Regions from separate parts of the Sus scrofa genome. Here region 2 is linked to region 1. The links are chromatin contacts, called in public Hi-C maps. All regions are on one chromosome and are shown on one strand. Each heading gives the region's core, a stretch centred on a gene start, on an enhancer-like site or on the middle of the called end of the contact. The rest is flanking DNA. Distances are from core to core; before and after follow the strand shown.

What was found. Hi-C and Micro-C count contacts between places; a contact is called where the count stands out from the background.
Region 2: a Hi-C map of fetal liver shows a contact between it and region 1, with 2.4 times the contacts expected there. The contact joins two enhancer-like sites. A contact is called at or near these places in 2 of 5 promoter capture datasets (fetal liver and liver) and 5 of 47 Hi-C or Micro-C datasets (alveolar macrophages, blood, fetal liver and 2 more).

The regions. Positions count from the first base shown.
Region 1 is chr9:114,995,975-114,999,048 of Sscrofa11.1, forward strand. The region is part of intron 23 of SUCO (SUN domain-containing ossification factor); the gene reads left to right. The region is part of intron 2 of LOC110255510 (a long non-coding RNA gene); the gene reads right to left. Among named protein-coding and RNA genes, the nearest start is that of FASLG, 71 kb to the right of the region's middle. Within about 2 kb of position 1,632, at least 3 of the 83 cell types and tissues checked have an H3K27ac peak or open chromatin away from gene starts, as enhancers often do. A contact at or near this core is called in fetal liver, where this site is marked.
Region 2 is chr9:115,117,829-115,120,902 of Sscrofa11.1, forward strand. No RefSeq gene overlaps it. Among named protein-coding and RNA genes, the nearest start is that of FASLG, 51 kb to the left of the region's middle. Within about 2 kb of position 1,668, at least 3 of the 83 cell types and tissues checked have an H3K27ac peak or open chromatin away from gene starts, as enhancers often do. A contact at or near this core is called in fetal liver, where this site is marked.

The DNA.
Region 1 (3,074 bases), core at 382-2,881:
AACTTGTTTGGAGCCCTCTGTGCTTCCTGTATCTTGATATCTGTTTTCTTTAGATTTGGAAAGTTTTCAGCCATAATTTCTTCAAATATATTTTCCATCCCCTTTTCTTTTTCTTCTCCTTCTGGAATTCCTATTATGTGTAGATTGGCCCACTTTATATTATCCCATAGATCTCTTATATTGCTTTCATGTTTTTTCATTTGGTTTTCTGTCTGCTGTCCTGATTGGGTGATTCCCCTTATTTTATCTTCCGCATTACTAATTCGTTCCTCTGCATTATTCATTCTGCTCTTTATTGCGCTTAGTTCAGTTTGCATCTCTGAAAGTGAGTTTTCTAGTTTTTCTTGCCTCCTTGGTATTTTTCTAGTTCCTCTCTAAAGGAATCTGCATTACTGTTCATATCCTCTTGTAATTCCTTATTTTCACTGTCTCTCTTTTGAACTCAATGTCTGTCAGACTGCAGAGGTCAGTTTCATTGTTTGCTGCTTCATGTGAATTCTGTTCCTTTAACTGGGAATGGTTTCTGTGCTTCGTCATCTTGCTTGTGTTTTTGTTTTTCTGTGAGTTTGGGGAAGCCAAACTGTGGTCTTGTAAGGCTACTTCTATGCAAGTGTACCCCTATGTATTTTGGGGGGGTTCCTATTTATTTTTGGTGTGGGAGTTTGAATATTTGCTGTCTCTTTCATTGGTGTGTTATCCCCAGGATGCTCACTGTGTTTTCAGGGAGAAGGCAATGGGTAGGGCCAGCAGTCAGTGCTGGTCATTGGGCTCTTAACAGCAGCAGCAAGGACCTGCAGAAAGGTGGCACAGGCTATTTCTAGTTAGTGGGCTCTGGGAAGTGGTAATGAGCTCTAGGCAGATCTACAAGGTGACCAGAGCATTTGGCAGTAGCAGCAGCAGGGTGCGTGAGTTCCCAGGGGAGCGAGAGCAACAAGAGCTTGTGTTCATTTGCAGTGCCCTCCTCTTAGGTGATTGGAACTGCAGGTGGTACCTGTTCAGGGTCCCCTAGTAGTAGCGGGCCACACCGCCTCTGGGGTCAGTCTTAACTGTGGTGTTTTGACCCCGCCATCTGTAGACCTTGCATGAAACAACCCATCTCAGCCCACATAGGAGGTGTTGCACAGGAGATCAGGTGTGCGGGTATTGCCTGTAGCATTTGACAGTGGCAGCAGCAGGATAGGTGTGTTCCCAGGGGTGCTAGAGCACCAACATGTGGTGTTTGGTCACAATGCCCTCCTCTGTGGTGCCCTTGAGGTGAGTGGGGCTGCAAGTGGTGTCTGTTCACAGACCCCTAGTGGTGCAAGCCACTCCCACCTCTGGAGCCAGCGATAACTGTGGTGATTTGCCCCTGCCTCCTATAGACCATGCAAGAAGCACCTCGTTCTGCTTAGCCCCCACAGACGGTGCTGCACAAGCTGCTCCTAGTTGTAGGTTCCTGGAAAGGGACTGTGGTCAAGCATCTGGACACTGCCCTGAGTGTTAGGCAGTGGCAGAATCAGGGCGGGTTTGTTCCCACGGGAGCAGAAGCAACAACAGGTGGTGTTCTGTCGCAGTGTCCTTTTCTGTGGTGCCGTCTGAGGTAGTTGTGACTGCAAGTGATTGTTGTTCAGCTATCACTGATGGCGGTTGGCCACACCCACCTCTGGAGTCAGAGATAACTGGCGGTTTACCCCCACCACCTGCAGACCACGCACGAAGCACTCTGTGCCACTTAGTCCATGCAAAAGCTACTGTACCAGCTGCTCCTAGTTGTAGGGTCTTGGGATAGGACAGTGACCAAGTGGTCTGGGCACCACCCAGAGCATTTGGCAGTGGCAGCTGCAGGGCGGGTGTGTTCCCAGGGAAGTGAGAGCAGTGTACGGTGCTTGGTTGCAGTGCCCTCTTTTTTTCTTTTTAGCCAACCCCTGAGGTGACTGGGGTAGCAGGTGGAGCCCACTCACAGGCCCCCAGTGGTGGCAAGCCATGCCTCCCTCTGGCCTCTGAGACAACCACTGCAGTCTGTCCCTGCCACCTGTAGATCACAAAAGGCACCACGTCGCACTTAATGATGCCCTTAGCCCACGAAGAGGTGCCTGGCCTCCGGTAGCCTGCACAGGAAGCGCCCGGTCTCCCCTAAATGAGCAAGAGGCTTCTCGCTGCCCATAGCTTGTGCCAGAGCAACCCTGCCCTCTGAGAGCCCGTGGGCATGCACATGCTCTGGTGCAGGGAGTTTCCTATGGTGGCCTACCCCTCCTCCTCTTGCCCTCCCCAACAGTGGCACCTTGCCTCTCCTGCAGGTCTAGACCTTCTCCTGGGTTCCCTCTGCTGTGGCTTCCCCTCCCCGCCCTTGGCATACCATTCCCCTACCTGTAGTGCACTGTTCCTTAGCCCCTTAGGCTCTCTCCACACTGCCAGCCCCAGTCCTCTCCCCAGGACTGACCTCTGGAACCTAAGTCTCAGTGCCCAGCCCCCACCCGAGCATCTCAGGCTGTAGTGTCTGGGGCGGTGGTGCAGATGCTCTGTGTGGTTCTCACTCTGCTTTGCTGTTCTCAGTCCAACTGCTGTGCTTTTCTTGGCGACTTTGAGGTCCCTCCAACTCGGCTGATCTGTCAGTTATGTGGCTTCCCAGAATGTGGGTTCCTTTTCTCCTTCATAGCTCCCTTTCAGGAATGCTAGTCCTGTGCTGATTACTTTCCTTTTTTTTTCTTTTGTTCTACCCATTTATGTCAAGGGTTTCTCTCCCTTTTTGGAGGTTTAAGTTCTTCTGCCAGCATTCAGTTGACGTTCTGTTTGAGTAGTTTCACGTGTGTTTTTTTGATGTGTTTGTGGGAGGTCAGTGTGACCTCTCACTCCTCCGCCATCTTGCTCCGCCCTCCCTCATTTCAAATGTCTCTTAAAGACCTTGCTTTCAAATCTTGTGGGTGTATACTTGACCCTTGAACAGTGTTGGAGTTAGGTACACTGACTCTGTGCAGTTGAAAATTCACATATAATTTATAGTTGTCCCGCCATATCCATGATTCCTTGACATCCAAGGTTCTGAATCAACAGATTGAGCCAGCTACATATAGTGTAGTACTGTAATATTTGCTGTT
Region 2 (3,074 bases), core at 418-2,917, 120 kb after region 1:
TATACATACACACACACACATTCTTTTTTTCATACTGTCTTCTATCATGTTCTACCATAGACTTTTTTTTTAACATTGAAAAGAATGATTTTATAGGTTTAGTTAAGTGGGTAAAGGACAATTTGAGCATAGTTGGGGGTGGGGACATTGGGAATCTTTTCTGGGTATCTGTAATTAGAGACAGAAGTTCCAAACTGGCATCATGCAGGTGTTTCAGTGATACTGTAGGTTGTGATCACCCTCTTACTCTCATAGTGTGCTATGAGCAGTAGGTTTACATGTCCTCATTGTCACAGTGTTTACTTTGACTCTTCAGTGTCAATGACTAGACAAGTATATCTGTGATGCGACCAGAGATCCAAAAATGCCTGTGTCTAGACATAGAAAACAATCAGAAGTCCAAAGTGAAGAGACTTGATTGATTCCTGGGCTAGAAGTCCTTCTAATACCACACCTCTAAACTCAAATAACACTGTCTTACTTGCTCCTGTGAGCTTACATCATCAGTCTAGTAACATCTTAGTCCTGTGAATGCATGATTAGAAGAGGCTATTTAAAAAGGTTCCATAGCAAATGTGAGGATTAAGGAGAAAGACTAAGCTGCATCTCCTAGCTAAAGCCAGAGGAAAAGAGGTATTTCCCTCCCTTTGGAATGTTGGCCTGAGAAAGCTGTAATTTGTGATTAATAGCTAAGGTTTTAGGGCCAGAAAACATCTTCTTACAAATGGTATAAAATCAGTTAATTTTATGTCTCCATATTCTTATTCTTAAAACAAGAATAATGCTGGTACTTAACGTGAATCCATTAAGATGTCTTTGGTTTCCTTGTGGCACAGTTGGGTAAGGATCTGGTGTAGTCACTGCAGTGGCTAGGGTCACTGTAGTGGCTCAAGTTTGATCCCTGGCATGGGAACTTCCACGTGCCAAGGTGAGCACCGCCCCTCCCAAAAAAAAAAAACCAAAAAGAAAGAAAAAAAACTTAAGCTAGTTTAAGGGAAAGGTATTGTCCTGTGTATCTGTGAAGTCTTGAAGTAGATCTAGCTTTAGCTGTGGTTTAGTTCAGACGCATAATTTTATCAAGCCTTTAGTTGCATTTCTTTGCAATCCTCTTGCTGTGTCTTCCTTCTTGCATCAGCCATGCCCTCAGGCTGTCTCACCTCAGGGGAATAGCAATCGTCATGGCACTTCTATACCTTACATCCTCATATCCTACTATTTAAAAGAAGAGTTTCTCTTCTGGTAGTGCCCATGGAAGGGAGAATAATCTTTCCCAAAGCCGTCAGCACATGTCTCTTTATAGCTCTAAGGGTGACTTAGCTCATAAATACACTCTGAAGAATCACTGGGCAAAAAAGTTGAGATGATAGAAATAAGGTTTACTTCTAGGGCTGAGAGTGGGATCAAAGCCCCATCGACCATTATACAAAACGTAGAGGGGAGGCAATTACCCAAAGGAAAATAGACACATGTTTCTGGACGGGGAGAGAAACTGATGTTGGAGGCCATTAAGAACAGTATCCTATAGGGTGGTTGTGAAGGTCTTAGCAGAATTTCTGACCATTGGAAGGAATAGACAAGTGCAAACCATGAGTATTATGTTGGTGTCATGCTATAGTCACTTTCTGACTAGAAGTACTGCCTCACCTTTTATCTGTAACGTCTGCCCCTCCTATTTAGCAAGTGTGGAGAACCAGATTAGCCTTATCTCTGTGTCTGACTTGCTGGGTGGTCTTGGCCAAGTCACTGACATCCTGTTTATCAGAAATGAAGCTCAGATGAAATATGAGTTGAAGTAACTTTCTAGAAATAGTGTTTTGTTTTGTTTTTTGTTTTTTTCTTCTTTCTTTGACCCCCAGGAAACCTTAGCTAAAGTTCATCATGATTCAGGGACCCTAGTTTCATGGTTTAATTTAAATCAAAAGGCTTCGAAGTCAGGCAGGTTTTCGATTTGAATTCCAGCTCTGCTAGTGCTATGATGGTGGGCAACTTCATTCTTCAAGCCTCAACTTCCTTCACAGGGGAAGGGATGGCAAATAAGATCAGATTTTCATGCTTGACTTACATCAATGTAATAGAATTGGAGTGAGGCACAGGTAACATTTATGCAGTGGTAGATAAATTGAACAGTAACTTGGATTTAGAAATGTATGTTGGTGATTTCATCTACTCTCCTTTTTAATGTCTCTCACTTGCCTGATGACTACATATATTTACCCGTAAGGGATACTGAGACATTAAATTGAGGATCTGGGAAGTTAAATTAGAAGGATGCATGTGTGTACATCATGATCAGAGGGCACCTTTCCCCCTCCCCTAACTAGGCTGATTCTCATCTCATACAGGGCTGTTATGAAGAATTAGTGAATATTCAACCAATTTTGAACTAGTTCATTCATACTTCTCCATTTCTTTTCATTTTTTTTTCTTCCCCTACATCCACATTTGGTTTGCTGGTACTACCTAGTGGCAATTGTAGGTATTGTTTCTTAAAAAATTTTTTTGGCGTATCGTTGACTTACAATGTTGTATGAGTTTCAGGTGTACAGCAAAGAGAATCAGTTATGCTTATACACATACCCATTCTTTCTCAGGTTCTTTTCCCATATAGGTTATTACAGAATATTGAGTTTCTTATGCTATATAGCAGGTCCTTGTTAGTTATCTATTTTATGTATAGATATATAACATGCATATGTTAATACAAATTCCCAATTTATCCCTCACTTTCGGTAAGTTTGGTTTCAAAGTCTGTGAGTCTTTTTCTATTTTGGAAATTCATTTGTATCACTTTTTTTAGATTCCACGATTCCACATATAAGTGATAATATGATTTTTTTCTTTGACTTATGTCACTTAGTATGATTATCTCTAGGTTTATCCGTGTTACTGCAAATGGCATTATTTCATTCTTTGTATGGCTAAGCAATATTCTACTGTGTATACATACCACATCTTCTTTATCCAGTCCCCTGTTGCTGGATATTTAGGGTGCTTCCTTGTCTTGGGTATTGTAAATAGTGCTACAGTGAACATTGGGGTGCATATATATTTTCAAGTTATGGTTTTCTCTGATA